Regions from separate parts of the Mus musculus genome. Here regions 2 and 3 are each linked to region 1. Evidence: chromatin contacts called from public promoter capture Hi-C data. All regions are on one chromosome and are shown on one strand. The core of a region is the stretch at or near the end of the contact, and the rest is flanking DNA. Distances in the headings are between cores, read along the strand shown. Region 1 holds the start of Scube1 (signal peptide, CUB domain, EGF-like 1). Region 2 has its middle 26 kb from the start of Prr5. Region 3 has its middle 18 kb from the start of Gm34201.

Region 1 (5,027 bases), core at 872-3,371:
TCTGAGCCTGAAGGGGGTCTTGCACCAAGCTTATGGGGCAGGGACTGGGGTACAGACAGGAGGAAACAAAGGCTGTCCGGGTGGCAACGTGACATTGGGTTCAGGGTGCAAAAGGCAAGCTGTGTGCCAGGCTACCGTGCCTGTGGTTGGTCTAGAGAGGACCTCAGAGGAGGGTGTGGGTGCCGATTGACATGCAGAATGCACACAGGTGGCTCGGATGTGAGGTAGCCCAGTCTGTTCCCCAAACCAGTGGCTTCCACTTTCTCAGCTCAATATGCAAAGGTGCCAAGACATCCTTAGTCCTGACATTAGAGTGATGATCCCATGTAACCAACCCACCCCAGAACAATCTAGAGCCTTCTGCTCTAGGAAATAAAGCATCTTTCTCCACCCCCTCCTTCTTCCAAGGAGATAAACCTTCTCCTTGGTCAGGAACTTAGAGACTCAGCTCCCCTCCCCCAGCCCTCCTTCCCCCCCACCCTGCACAGCCCTTTGGTTCTGCCACATGAGCCATGGTCTCCTAGATGAGACCCTCGTTTCTTTTGCACGCTTAAAGAGTGTTAGTTCATCAGCAAACCTGACCTTCAAGTCACTGAAGATAAAGGTTACTGCAGATAAAATTTCCATATTAGCAAAAGAGTCCCCGGGGACTCACGGGAATCCCAAGCCTCCATCCCCCCTGAATATGAGTGGGGATGAGAGCCCCTGAGGAAGAGACATGAAAAACATTGTGCTAAGAAGTCAGAGTTCCTCTCCCAAACTCCCTCACTCCCCCCCCCCCACACACACACAACACATCTCACAAATCGATTGGTTGCACAGGCGAAGAAAAAAATCTCAAAGCCCTACAGCTGAGAGAAGACAAAATAAGGCGTGGTAACAAGGTCCCCCAAATTAAACTACATGGCCAGGAGCAACCAGGGAAAGAAAATGCATGCAGTGGCCAGGGTAGGAGCCTATGGGGACACAGTAGAGGCCAGAGTTCCACGTTTTCCTCCTTGATTCCATCTGCATAACGTGGAAATGGATCCCTTGCCTTAGTCTCCAAACCATTGCCCTAAGCCCACGGGAAGTCTGGCTAGCAGCAGGAGCCGAGACACATGACTTTAACCTTCTGGGGCCTTGGAGGTGGCTGCAAAAGTGTGTGCTGGGGGCAGGGAGGAAGAAAGAGCCAGCGTGGATGGGAACCGCTGGGCGCAACACTGCACAGGCAGAGTGGACAAAAAGCTAAAACTCTAGTCTTTGAATCTGGAGAGCAGGAGAAAACAGGAGCTCTTATTGGTGGTTGTCAAGGAGATGGGCCTTGGGGTTTGCTGAACTTCTTCAGTGTCCTGCCTCCCTCCGGAGCTGAGAGAGGCCATTGAGTGCCCGCCAGGCCTCAAGGCCGAGGGGTCAGGTGTAGACCCCGAGCTGGGGGAGGATCTGGGCTAGGGAGACCGCGACGCCACGGTTCTCCCGCCTCGCTGGGCCTGTCACCCGAGGATCTGGGCTTCGCAGAGCAACAAGAGCCTGGGTAGAGAGAGGTCACTCAATCCGGCCTGGTCGCGCGTCCATTCACTGGGAGAACGGTTCTAGGCGCGACACGCGCCTGTCCAAGACAAACACTCCTATAACCATTGTCCTTCGGGGCAGTACTGAAAAGTTCCTTTGATTTTGTACGCAAATTCTGAAGCTATCGTCCAGAGCTTTCACTGCTGACTAGTGTGTGGCTGTCCCCAGCGGCACTTGGCATCCAGTAGCGGCTCAATAAATTCCTATGTATTGGCTGCGTGCTCTTAGCATCTTCTTCACCATCCCTGGGTGCCTCTGGGCCTTTCTTCACCTCTACTCCCCCAACAGAGTGTGTGCATATCTGAAGGGAAACAGACACCCTGGACCTCGGGGATCAGCACACAAAGAGGGACTGGGGAAGAGCAGCCTGCGGCCCAGTCCAGGCCCCGGGTGACACCCTGTACCGCGACCCCAGCTCTCTCGGCTCCCACCCCCCACCTGCCGCCGGCCCCGGGAGAGGAGGCGGGCCCAGACGCCCGCAGGCCACGCCACCCGACGCCCACTGGACGGCCTCCCGCGGAGCTCCGCCCCCCACGGCCGCGGGCCAATGAGCGCGCGGCTGTCAGCTTGTCCTGCGCGCCGGCTATGTGGCTGGGAGCCGGAGCGGTAGCGGAGCTCGCTGCAGACAGGAGCGCTCGCGGAGCGGTCGCTCCGAGCGTCCCGTGCCCCGCACGCCAGCACCCGGCGCGGCCCGCAGCGAGCATGGGCGCGGCGGCCGTGCGCTGGCACTTGTACCTACTGCTCGCTCTGGGAGCGCGCGGGCGGCTGGTGGGGGGCAGCGGGCTGCCAGGTAAGCGCGAGGACCCAGGGGGATGAGGGCGCGCGGGGTCCTACAGGCTGCCACCCCGCGCCGTCGGAGGCCGCCCAGCGCCGGATCCTGCCTCCTTGCAAAGTAACTTCTGCGATCGCCCGGGGCGCCCGGGGCCGGCGGGGGCGGGGTGGACTGAGGCCCCGGGAGGGGAAGCGGGAGGCCAGAGGAAGAAAGGAAGCGCGACGGCCGCCTGCGGGGCCCGGCATGCGTACGGAGACGGGCGGGGACCCCCGAACCGAGAGCGGCGCTCCCCCGGGGCCAAGGACTGGGCAGCTGCCGCGTAGGAGATACCCGGAGGTGGTCAGAAAGGACGCGCTGAGACTGGAGGGAAGGTGGGAAGATAGAGGGACAGACGGACAGGAGCCGAGGCGTAGTGGGAACAGACAAAAGGGCCCAGGAAGAAGCCCTCAGAAAGACAGCCGCGGGAGGGAAGAGGGGAGAGGAGGCAAGGGAGGGGAGCGAGGAGGCAGTGGACAGCGGAATGGAGAAAGGCAGATCAAAGGACAGAGAGGAGGAGACAGATGGACACCAGACAGAGAGACGGGAGGACTCGGAGGGGCGTCGCCGAGGGAGGGGGCCGAGTGAGAGAGGAAGGATGGAGATGTCTGGGAAGAGATGGACAGATGGACTGTCAGACAGGAGGGGGAGAAAAGACGGACAGACGTAGGGAAGGAGGTGGATGAGAACACGAATAACAGAACAGACATCAGAGAGAGGGGGCCGGAGGCACAGGCACAGCCTTTGGTCCAGGCAGAAGGAACTGCTAGGTGGGGGTGTCCCTCCGTGATCTGAGTTTCCCGGAAGGGGCTTCCGGGCAAAGCTGCACACCGAGTCTCTCTTTTCACATTCTTCCTTGTTCTCCTTGGAGAGGGCGAGGAGGTTCCTGCCTGTCTTGCTCTCCGGAGAGTCCCACAGAGATCCAGTGCTAGGGAGTTTATGCTAGTCCATGCTACTCCATTGGCGCTGAGTTTTCTTCCATGCGCCCATTCCAGAAGCTGGGTCCTGTTGAGGATACTAGACAGTCCGTGGGCATTTCTCCCAGGTGTTGGGGGTCCTCACTTTTGTGGGACTATCCTGTGTACCTCTCCCTTCCTCTCTGTCCCTCCTAGTGTCTATCCTCTTCTGCCTTTCCTTACCCTCTGTGGAAGTCTGGTGACTCTGGAGCCCTAACAGCTGAATAAGAAAACCAGAGTTGAAGTGAGCAGCCTATATCTGAGGGTTGCACAGGGATCTGCAGTCTGGCTCAGCCAGGCTACCTTGCTTCCAGGCCAAGTTTATAGTTTGAAAGGCAGACAGCCCCAGCCACCCCTTCCCAAGTTCTGTGTTCCATCCTATGTAGGTGCGAGATAGAAGGGACCCCAGAACCCCAGGAAACTTCCTGACCCTCACTCTCATTCCCTGACCATTAGGAAGTGGAAAGATGAGCCGCTCTTAGAGGTGTCCCATATGGTCTGGCCATCTCTGGCATCCTACCCTTGAAGTAGTGGGTCCCTCAGTGACCAGCTCTCCAGAGAGCCCCTCCCTCTGGCCTCCCTACTGGCCTTGGCTTGTGCTCTCTGGTTTACTATACTGCTTGGTTCTTGCCTCCTGCCTCTGAGCAACTGCAGAGGTGGACCACACACTTGAGCAGAGGTTGCTAGCCTCAGGAGGGATGCTACATGTGTGTACATGTGTGTATCTGCCTTTTGCATGTGTTTTCATGTGCAGGGAAGACTCTCATGTGCTTCTTTCCAATGCCTCTCTCCCCTCTGGTGAGCCGGTATCAGGGAGTCTGGAGTAAAGAAGAGGGGTGGAGCACAGAGCTAGAGCCCAGGGTCCAGCCAGAAGATAAAAAAAATTCAAAGTGGACATTATTGAGTGAGGCCAGATGGATAAAGAGATGGGGACATTTGGAGCTTCCCAGGGGGACTGTCCTCAGGGCAGCTGCTGAAAGTCCCTTGTCTGCTCACCTGAGTCCTTCCGCCTGTCCATCTGTGTGGTGCTCCCAGCCAGCGGGAAGGAGGGGGATGCCCAGACGAGCTCATTCTAGGATGGAGCCTAAGCCAGTAAACAAGCAAGTGAAGGGGTGGAAAGGGACAGAGAGAGAGAGAGAGAGAGAGAGAGAGAGAGAGAGAGAGAGAGAGAGAGAGAGAGAGAGCAGCTTTCTGGATTTATGTGCTAGTGACAGGAGGGAGGGTGCACCAGAGCCCTCTGAGCCTGGATGATGCTGAAGGTCTAGAGGCTGAGCTATGAGTACTGGCTATCTGAAGCCTGGGTTGGCAGAGGGAAAGAAAGGCAGATCCATAGACTCTACTCTGGGTTGGAGCCTAGGGGATGATCCTTCCCACAGTTCCACTGCCTCGGGATCTCACATCTAGGTTATCGGCAGCCTCCTTGGGTGGCCTCTGCTTGGTACCTGTACACCATTCTGCCTTAGTTTTCCAATCTGCCACCCTGAGGTTGGATCTGAGTTCTTTGGAGGACTCTCCAAGAACTCCTCCAAGAAGGAGGAGTGTGGACTTGGAAGGATGCCTGCGGGGAAACCTAGATCCACAGAGAGGTTTTTCTAGTCTTTGGTTTCTCCGTCTAAGTGAGGATAATGGCTATACCTAATGGGACTGTTATGAAAATAAAGACCAGATGTGAGGAGATGTGTGCCTGGCACAGAGAAGCCGCCTCAAGGATG
Region 2 (5,027 bases), core at 1,846-4,345, 930 kb before region 1:
GCCTTGCAATTATCCCTCACATGAGCGATCCACACTTGCATATCTCACCTGTGCCCATATTGGTGAGAGGAGCAAAGGACCCGTGGGATCCCAGGGTTTAGCTAGATCTGAGACTCTACCTTCTGCTTCCAGGCCAGAGAAGTCTCTGGCTGTGTCTCTCTGAAACTTCTGGGTTCTCCCTTGGGCTCTGAAGGTAAAACAGCATTCTCTGAATAAGACAACCACCGTTTCCATAAGAACAGCTGTGTCTGCTTGCAAAAGGTCATCACAGATGGGCTTGTTGACCATTGCCGTTCTAAAAAGATAGGACAGGGATGGATGCTAGACCCTTCAGCTAAATATCCAGCTTCTTGTATGCGATTCTACCCTAACTGCAGGTGGCCTTGGGATCTCAGGAAGGGTCTAGAGTATACAGGCTGTGGAAGAATGGGGCACTCTGGTCTCTTGTTAATTGCAGCTGATTTTTTCAACCTCAGCTAACCAGAAAAACTCTCTCTCTCCTTTTTGAAGATTTATCTATTTTCATTTTTACATGTATGGGTGTTTTGCCTGCATATATGTCTGTGTGCCACATGCATGCAGTACTGCCAGAGGCCAGAAGAGGGTTCTGGAGTCCCTAGAACCAATCGTTGTTAGGCATCATGTAGGTGCTGAGAATTGAACCTGGGTCTTCTGGAAGAGTAGCCGTGATTTTAACCACGGAGTTATCATTCTAGTCCAAAACAACAGATGCTTAAGTTAAATATATCATATGAACAGCCCCAATAGAATCTTTGAGGGACTCTCAACCTTCCCTGGAATACTTGGCAGTCAGGCCTCTGCCGTCTTACATTGCTTTCAGCATTCCTACCTTGCAAGGTCCAGGTAAGCTCTGAGCCCTGAATGACTTTTCTAACTTGTAGTTCCAAACAAACACAGGGTTATCCCCAGAACGACATAGTGAGGTCTGTCACAGCGGTACCCCATGACTCCGGAGCCAGTTTCTGTCCTAGTTAGTTTCCTGTTGATGGGATAAACACCATGACCTATAGAGCAACTTGGGGAGGAAAGAGTGTATTTCAGCTTACACCTGTGGTCCACCATGAAGGTAAGTTGGTCAGGAACCTGGAGGCAGGAATGGCAGCAGGGCCATGGAGGGCTGCTGCTTACTAGCTTGCTCCCCATGGCTTGTTCAGCCTGCTCTTTATACAACCGGGGGTGGGGGGTGGGGCACCTGCCTGAGGTGGCAGCACTTACAGAGGTCTGGCCCCTCCCACCTCAATCATCTATCAAGAAAATGTCCAACAGACTTGTCTCCAGGCCAGATTTGATGGAGGCATTTTCTTAATTGTGTCTCCCTCATGCAGAATAACTCTAGGGTATGTCAAGTTGACAAACAAAACCCCAAACCCCATGCAAGGGGAAAATGTTCCCTCCTCACAGACACAGAGTGGCTATCATCCATGTTGAGTGTAGACTGCTCAGTGGGGATGGGCTGGGGTCCCCTGTGCTTCATACACCCATGAATTGTCATTGGGAGCTTGTGAGGAGGGAGAGATAGATATTATTCATATATTTCCTCCAGTGAGGAATTTTGAGCAACATGGCTCCATCTTGGGGTGCAGCTGAAGGAACTGCACCCAGATGAGCTCATACCAGGAAGCTTTTCCCTTCTAACACAAGCCAAATGTCATATTTCGAGCAACTCCTCAGAGGCCCAGGACTTCTGAAGGCTTCCACATTGCCCCCCGCACCCCCACGTCTACCCTTGAGCTTGTGACAATCTGTCAGGATAAAAACTATTCCGAACAGACTCATGAGCCCCTCCCCTTGGCTGTCAGACTATGGAGATAATGCACCCCACGATTCTGGGATATTGATATTCCCAGGGGTTTCACACTGGGAAAAGAACAAAGCTGACTCCTAGAGCTGACCCAAGGAGGAGCTTGCATCCTAGGAAGAGATTCTGCACGGTCCTCATAGTTTATCAGACCACCTTGCAGAAGAGACTAGACGCAGACAATGATGGTAGGCGGGGCCCCGCTTGGACCAGGACTGCCTGGCTATGCACACTTCTTCCCCTTTATGTCAGCCTAAATATCTTGTTAGGACACAGAAGATGGCCTTGAGTAGGAAGCAGTCCCTGGGCCTCTGCGTTCACCTTCCCAACATGGCTATGTTGAATAAACTTCCTATTTTCTCCTCTCTGCGTGTTGCTTGTCTTTAATTGGCTTGTCGAGGACAGTTTGCTGAGCTTGGCTTGTTGGGGGGGCTGCCAGGGCCCAGACCTTAACTTGAGTAACAAGCCCACAGGGAAGCCTTGCAGCTGGGAAGCTGGGGTTGGAATGCAGAAGGACTCCCAGTTGCTCGGAAGAGCTTGAAGGGCAGGGCTGAAGAGCAGGGTGAGCGAGGCCTAAACGCTAATTCTGCCAGTTGCTATGATCAAGGTTGTGATGTTGGAAGCCCATGCGGTGGTTCTCAACCTTCCTAGCGCCGTGGCCTTTCTATTTCGTTCTTCACATTGTGGTCATCCCCAACCTTAAGATTGCTTTGTTGATGCTTAACTTAAATTTTCATAACTGTAATGTTGCTACTGCTATGAACCGTAATGGAATATATCTGCTATGCAGGATATCTGCAATGCGACTTCCCCTCCCCCCATAGCCTGGGAACTGCTACCATAGGGGTTGGGTTGCTTCTGTCCGCTAGGGAGAGCTGAGGGAAAGTCTCCCTCAACAGCAGGCTCACAGATTTACAGTTCCTGGGAAAGTGTCATCCTGCAGTCCTCAGCTGCCCTGCCAGTGAGTGTCCACCCTGGGTCCCCACAGAAGAGCCTGAGAGGATGAGGAGATCAGGACCCTGGTTCCAGGATGGGCACCTTTCCTTCATCCCCATGGGAACAGCTCTGGCCGGCAACTCTTCCTCCCCCACCCCAAGACATAGAACTTGATGATAAAGAGTCTAAGCTCCCTCCTCCATGCACACTCAGAAAGCCCGGCAGGCAGCTGCCCCATCCCCCGCCCCGCCCCGCCTCCCCCCACTCATCCACATCCTGTGTCCCAGGGTGGGATTAGTGACGAAGGCTGTGGTCTGGCATCCTGCCAGCAATCTGTCCTTCCGCGGCTGCTCTCAGGTTTCCATGTAGAGTCAGCACAGGCGCAGTTGGCCTGAGATGGCTGGCTTCTTGGAGAGCCTGCAGCCAGCCTGCCGTCAGCATCCCAGACCTTTCAACGGGTCCGTTCGGTGCTTTATCCACAGAGCCAGGGCTCTGTAGAACGCTTCTAGGTTTCCTACGCGAGCAACATACAGGCTGTTTAGCGCTTCCGGATCAAGGGGGGAATGGGGAGAGCCGAGATCCATGTCTTATGCCGGGCTGCTGGAGAAAGCTTCCGATTTACTGTGACGTTAGTCTATACGTTCTTGGAATTTCTTTACCGGTTGGTGGGGTATCCCTTTTTTTTTTTTAATTTGTTTGAGGATTATTCGTTTTTGCATCTATTGAAGACATTTGTCCTTAAAATTTTTTTTTTTTTTTTTAATTCTGGGGCTGGGGCTGTAGCTCCGTTGGTAGAATACTCGTCTAGCACACACAAAGCCCCAAGTTCCACCCACAGCATGGCATAAAACCAGGTAGGGTCCCAGCACCGACCAGGAGTTCAAAGTCCTTCTTGGTTATAGAGCAGAGTCAAAGCTATCTTGGGTTGCTTGAGATCCTCACAAAGTTATAGATTCTGTGTGATGGCTTAGATGGTTATATATCCATAACCCTAGAATTCTTTCTTTCCTTTTTCAAGACAGGGGTTTTCTATGTAGCCCTGACTGTCCTGGAACTCACTCTGTAGACCAGGCTAGCCTTGAACTCTATCTGCCTGTCCAGGACAGCCAAGGTTACAAGAGAAACCCTGTCTTGGAAAAACCAGAGGGCGGGGGTACTCTATTTTGATTTCTTGGGATAGGGTCACATGTAGTTCAGGTTGACTTTGATTTCCAGATAGCACCCCCACACCCCGCCTCTTCTTTATCTATTTTATTGCAGAGCCTATAATGCCTACTTGATGGTCAGGGTTTAGCTGAGCCAAGTTGAGCCAGATAAAGACTTTCATTAGCCTGGGCTCTCCTCTGAGCGGAGCCTCATGTCCTCAGTCAGCCCTCCCCAGCCCTGGCACAGAAGGGCTGAGCTGGCTGTGTGGCTGAGGAGGTCGCTACACTGGATTCTTCACCTTTCGACTGAGCGGATTCCTGGAATCTAAGAGCATGAAAACTCATAACCCTGCGGGACTCCCAGCTCTGTTTCTGAATTCTAGGCCCCATCTTACCCTCTGCCACTGCACTGCTTAAAACCCGGGGATGGGGAAGGAGATGCCCCACAAGGGAACCCCCAGACCTCCGTCTACCTGACAGCCTGTGTGTCTTCACACCCGGTTAGCTCTTCATCCAAAGCCTTCGTTTTGTCTCCTACATGGGATGAGCCTTGCTCAGATCTGGAGTTTCTGGGCTTTGCTTGATTTTCTTTGGACCTCCATCCTTGTACCCTTTCTTACACTGGCCTTTCTTAGTGGCCCCAGAGAAATGTGGCATTTAAAGTTTGTTTGTTTGTTTGTTTGTTTTTTGAGACAGGATTTTACTAGGGTAAGCTTGACTGACCTAGAACTCATTAGATAGATCAGGCTGGCCACAAACACATAGGGATCTGTCTGTTTCTTTTCTTTTTTTTTAGATTTATTTTATTTATATGAGCACTTTGTAGCTGTCTCTAGACACACCAGAAGAGGGCATCGGATCCCATTACAGATGGTTGTGAGCCACCATATGGTTGCTGGGAATTGAACTCAGGACCTCTAGAAGAACAGTCAGTGAGCTATCTCTCCAGCCCAATTTGTCTGTTTCTATCTCCTAAGTTCTGGGTTTGAAGATGTATACCCCCATGCCCTGCCATTTTCATATGTATGTGTGTGTGTTTGTGTGTGTGTTTATATATTTACATATATGTGTGTATATGTATATATAAAATTTTGTGTGTATGAGTATTTTGCCTGCATGTATGTCTG
Region 3 (5,027 bases), core at 861-3,360, 890 kb before region 1:
ACCCTATGTAGTCTTTGGCTTTTATTCTGTGTGAAGCCAGGAGCCCTCTGGATCTAGAGCTTCAAGGACACCCAGGACCAAGGATGGGACAGACTCGGGACTGTTAGCTGGTGACAAGCGGCTGCCTTCTGAAGCAGACCCAAAAGTAGCTCCAAGGGGCTCAGGACATAAATAAAGGGAGGATCCAGGATAGCTCAGGTATGAGCCAAGAACTGGAGTCCCACTTTCTGAGATGGGGCAGGAGTGGGGCTCTGGTGGCCCCACTTGATGACTCTGATGCAGTTGCCAAGGATTCAGTGTCCCCACAGTTTACCTGTTGCAACTTTATTCCATGGAGGAACAATACTGTGAGGTGGGGCTGAGTCTCTGCCTTGAGTCTTGGATTAAAGCCCTTAGTGTGTGATGACTTCACCTCTCAAGTTCTGGGTCTGACAGAAGAGCTCTTGCCCTTCTGCCTTCTGCCATGGATGAAGCCGCTCCAAAGCCTCCACCGTCACCTGGGACTTCCTGGTCTCCAGAATTGAGAGCCCAATAAGCAATTGCTCATTATCACGTGACTCAGATGTCCCGTTTTAAGTATAGGTGAGCCATGCAGGGCTGGAGCCGGTCTGGGATGGAAAGGGAAGTTTCACCTGGGGCTGCCTCGTCATCTACCTCAGAAAGGGTTTTCCTGGATCATTTGCTGTCAAAGTGCCACCAAATTGGGGGGCTATGATTGCATAGGCTGGAGGTTGAAAACAGACTTTCTCAGTCTAGGGACCAGAAGTCTGAGACCAGGGTATACATCGGAATGTGATTCCTATGTATCTAGAATACACAGGAGGGTTCCTTCCTGCCCCTTCTGGCTCTAGGTTTTTCTGGAAACAGGGACATTTCCCTGGCCTCCTAGTTTCACCCCTCCCACTTCTGCTTTGCACCCCCCTAGACTCTCCTCTCTAGGTTTTTTTTTACATCCAAATTCCCTCTGGTAAGAACATAGTGATGGACCTGTGCCCACCCATCCAGTATGGTCTCCTGAGTCTCTGCTCACATCTCTCCTCTCTTGTCTCTCCCGCACTGGCCTTTTGTTTTCCTGGAACATTCCAAATTTACCATTCATGGTCTCCAAAGTACCAGACAAGCAGTCTTCACAGTGACACGGGTGGTGGGAGTCCTCACATGGGTGATCCGAGCTCCAGGCGGGCAGAACCGAAGTCTGGCATTGAGTGCCTTGTCTTGCTGTTGCTTCATTCTTGTGAGGCAGGTTAAGGATAAAGGAGTCGATGTGTGAGACAGTGATGGCCCCTCATGGGGTCGTGGCCCTGACTACTTGGCCTCATCTGAGAGGCCTGCACTGGTGTCCCCAGAGTCTGGAGTCACTGCTTCCAGGACAGCAGGACTTTGCAGAAGTGGGAGGCTGTGTCAAAGGAACACCGGCCTCTTGTTCGGTATTGCACAGATGATGAAGGGCAGAGTCCTGCAGGAGTTCCAGACCGCACAGCGCATCTGCCTGAGAGGTCTACTGTTAGAGGGTGGAGGAGAAGGGGCCCAGGGACGACTCAGAAGCCAGCTGCGGGGTTTCACGCACCCTGTCAAGCATTTATGCCGGACACAAATTGCCTTTCTTCTTTGTAGGCTTATTTCAGGCTTGACAGACCCATGAATATTTGATCAGGGAAATAATTTTCTCGGGCACTCGAGGTTGGAGGGACCCCAGAAAAGCAGGTGTCCCCTAAGGGACAGGAAGAAGCTATTGAGTGCTGAGAAGAGTAGGCTTGGGACTGGCCAGCTGTAAAACGTTGCTGGCTCTTCCTGGCTGGTGAGGGCAGTGGAAAGGGGCTTCTCTCTAGTCAGATGCAGGTGTATAGACTGGAAGCGGGTGTCCAGGTACAGGCAAGGACAGGATACTAGAGGGTCCAGCCTGCAGTTGGTGGGGTGGGCATATGCTCTCCTAGAGTGTCGTCATTATAAGGATTCAACCCCCACAGACATCTTCTGTGTCAATGAGCTCTGCTCCGAGAATACACTTGATCTACAAGTCACCTCAGATAGCATCCAAGGCTCTCCTGCTGATGTCAGCGCTCCCGCATCTGTGGGGAGATGGCGCTGATCAAGCTTTGCGCCTGCACGTGGGTGGCACTTGGAGCAGGGGTGTGGTGTATACACACAGAGCTCGTGTACTCAGCTGGCTCTGAGCTGGGGCTGGGAGCTCTTAGCTGCTTCTTCCTCTTTCTGGCTAGAGACAGGAGCTGCTTTGATCCCCACTAAGTGCGCTGTCTCTGGTGGGCGGGGCATGGAGCCTGTCTTCCAGATTAGAGACTTAAGAGCCAAGTTCTCCTCTGCAGGTGTTGGGGGGCGATTAAAGGAGTCAAAGCTAGTCCCTGCTGGCATGTTTTCATCTTCCTACTAGGGTTGCCAGCTCTGGCTTTAGCCACGTGACCTTCCCCAATCCACCTTGAATCTTGCATTGTCGAAGGGACATTACAGAGGCGAAGATAAGATTAGGACCCTGCAAGTAGGTAATTGTTCTGGAGTATCTAGATGGCCTGACGTGGCCACAGGGTCTTACAAGCAGTGATACTGAAGCAGAAGAAATTGCTCAGACAACGTGGTCTGGACTGGAAAGTTTTAAAACAGTCGGCATTATGGGAAAATAACAGATGTGGTCAAGTAAGTCTGGCTACTGTCATGGATGTCGTCACTCTAGTGTCCACAGGTGATGTGTGGCTCACCCCTGGATGGAGACTTAAGATGCCAATGAGACACAGGATGCATGAAGCTGGGCGTGGAACTACAAGTGAGGGAGAGCCTGTGCAGCAAGGACCGCTCTATGCAAATGAGCCCCCAAACCTTCCCTCTATCATCCAAGCCTTTTGTACTCTGCTGGTTGGGCTCACCCCTTGGTAGTGGATCTTTTGAAAAATCAGAGGCCATGGCTTCTGCTGTATCTGTGTGTCTCTGCTCAGTTCTTTCACGGGTGGGGGATGGGGTGGATAAGAACCTAGAACCCTTTACCCTCAAGGGCAGGGACAGGGCAAGATTGTTTCCCTAGTCCCCAGATTCCACCAGAGCACACCCCGTTTTATGGCTTGCTGACTATTGTTTAATCTGGGGCACAGTTCACTGGGAACTCCGGGGTGGGCTGGGTGGGTGCTGGTGGTGGTAAGCGATAGAGAAGATAAGAAAGTAACCGCATTGTGTCAGGCCTGTCCCCACCCACTCCAGAGAACACCGGGAGATTATCAGCAATTGTCTCTGAGGCCACCAGGAGAGGCCTCTCTGGGTCCTTTCTGTTCCCCATCACCTTCAGTGGTCACAGTCCACTGCTCAGCTCCTGCCCTGTTCCAGCAAAGTTTCTCAAAAAGGAAGCCACACCCCTTATATGCTGATTGACAGATGGGAACTTCAAACAACTGTAGAACAGTTAGAATGTTTCCGATCCAGAGGCTAATTACAAATTATCTTGGGTTATCTTTAACTCCCTTTAATGATAGACTTATAGGTCTACCTCTGGATGGGGCCTAACAGTCTTGTAATTATTAGGCAAATTATTTGGAATGTATGAAGAGATCCCCCCAAGCTTTCACCAATCCAAACGCTAAGAGCATCTAAGACTCAGAACAGAGATGTCGCCAGTCACCTGGAGCTCCCCTACCTGATATTTCCACCAACTCACTTGAAAGCGTGTTGGCTTACGCCTTTCTTTGTTCTGTTCATAAAAACTTCACGCACCTGCCGCACCACTAACGCAAATGTGTCCCCGGGGGCCGTTAGTCACTCTTACCTGACTCCAGAATGAAAACTCCTTTATCTCCGTCGAGGCTTGAGTTTTTGCATTCACATGTACGGTCCCGCTCACAGCTACCTGCTGCCAGGTGAGCCTGTGACGTGGGTGGGAATGGGGGGGGGGCTTCCTTGGCACCTGTTCCCTACCTGCTTGGATATTCTTAGCTCTGAAGTCGTCCCCACACGTGGCTTTGCAGGTTTGTAGTAGCAGTTTGGAGATCTGTTGCCGAGGAGGAGGGCACACCACTCTTCCAGTCCTTGAAAGGACAGCTACGTGTTCGGGTAGACAGAGACTTTGAGGAGAATTCCATACCAGCTAGAGCCAGGGAGAGACAACAGACACAGCAGGCTGCAGTGGGAGGATGGTTTGAGTCTCTCAGTTCACAGGGTCAAAGGCTGCTGGTGGACAGGCTATGGACTATTTGGTGTTGGACAGCCATGTTGGGATCAGTTCATGTGGTCTTCCTGTCAGGGTGGGGGAGGCAGCAGCTTGGTGTGAAGTCCCAAATGTCAGGACCATACCTTGCCACCTGTCCTGGGACCCCCAAGCCACTGCATGGACAAAAGGGCAGGTCCCAGGGGAAAAAAGGGCAAGTCCCAGGGGCAGAAGGGGGAGGTCTCAGGGACAGAAGGGGCGGTCCCAGGGGCAAGGAGAAAATTCCTTGTGGATTTTTGCTGGGCAGACCCTGAGGGAACTGGTTTTTTTTTTTTTTTGTTTTGTTTTGTTTTGTTTTTTGTTTTTCCCTTGTAAACAATTTCCCTCTTGATTTTAAGTTTTTAAAAATGTCTGCTTTCATGAAATTCATTCAGCTTTTATGAATTGGGGGGGGGCAACAAAAAAAAAGAAGCAGCAGCCTGTCTGCTCCTGGCCTCTGGGCTATGGGATGCTGATAGTGTAGGACCCCCTTTCGGGGACCCCCACTCTAGTCTCGGGAGTGTGAGAGCACCCAAAGAAACACGAGGACCCACTCGCTGTAATTACATGAGGACGTTTAATTACGGAGCTCCGGACCGGCATGAATCCCACACAGGAGATAACAGATGCCGGCCCCGAGGCTCAAAAGCCAGGGGCTTTTATGGGGTAAGGGGCTTAGGGGTGTGGAATTCAGCATAGTGACACACTATTGGCTTATTCAAACATTAACAGAAAGAACACAGTGCATCAGGACTTTGTTCCTGTGGGCTGGGGGCTTATCTTTGTTCACATAACAACCAGTTGATGTATATGACTTTACTTGGTGCCAAGGGGGTAAAAGAAAGGA

Evidence for each region. Promoter capture Hi-C pulls out the DNA fragments that hold promoters and counts their contacts.
Region 2: a contact with region 1 is called in a promoter capture Hi-C map of hippocampal neurons, with 3 times the contacts expected there. The contact joins the enhancer-like site here to the promoter of Scube1 in region 1. A contact is called at or near these places in 6 of 39 promoter capture datasets (embryonic stem cells, frontonasal cranial neural crest, hippocampal neurons and 3 more) and 2 of 115 datasets of contacts at active chromatin or transcription factors (forebrain and stem cell-derived neural progenitor cells).
Region 3: a contact with region 1 is called in a promoter capture Hi-C map of hippocampal neurons, with 2.9 times the contacts expected there. The contact joins the enhancer-like site here to the promoter of Scube1 in region 1. A contact is called at or near these places in 3 of 39 promoter capture datasets (hippocampal neurons and liver), 2 of 115 datasets of contacts at active chromatin or transcription factors (embryonic forebrain and forebrain) and 1 of 9 other capture datasets (embryonic stem cells).

What each region holds. Positions count from the first base shown.
Region 1 is chr15:83,722,133-83,727,159 of GRCm38.p6, reverse strand. It overlaps Scube1 (signal peptide, CUB domain, EGF-like 1), which reads left to right and starts at 2,121. Exons shown (of 22, transcript NM_022723.3): 1 at 2,121-2,341. The coding sequence starts at 2,254.
Region 2 is chr15:84,652,454-84,657,480 of GRCm38.p6, reverse strand. No RefSeq gene overlaps it. Among named protein-coding and RNA genes, the nearest start is that of Prr5, 26 kb to the left of the region's middle. Within about 2 kb of position 3,095, at least 223 of the 459 cell types and tissues checked have an H3K27ac peak or open chromatin away from gene starts, as enhancers often do. A contact at or near this core is called in embryonic stem cells, forebrain, hippocampal neurons and 2 more, where this site is marked.
Region 3 is chr15:84,607,419-84,612,445 of GRCm38.p6, reverse strand. No RefSeq gene overlaps it. Among named protein-coding and RNA genes, the nearest start is that of Gm34201, 18 kb to the left of the region's middle. Within about 2 kb of position 2,110, at least 41 of the 459 cell types and tissues checked have an H3K27ac peak or open chromatin away from gene starts, as enhancers often do. A contact at or near this core is called in hippocampal neurons, where this site is marked.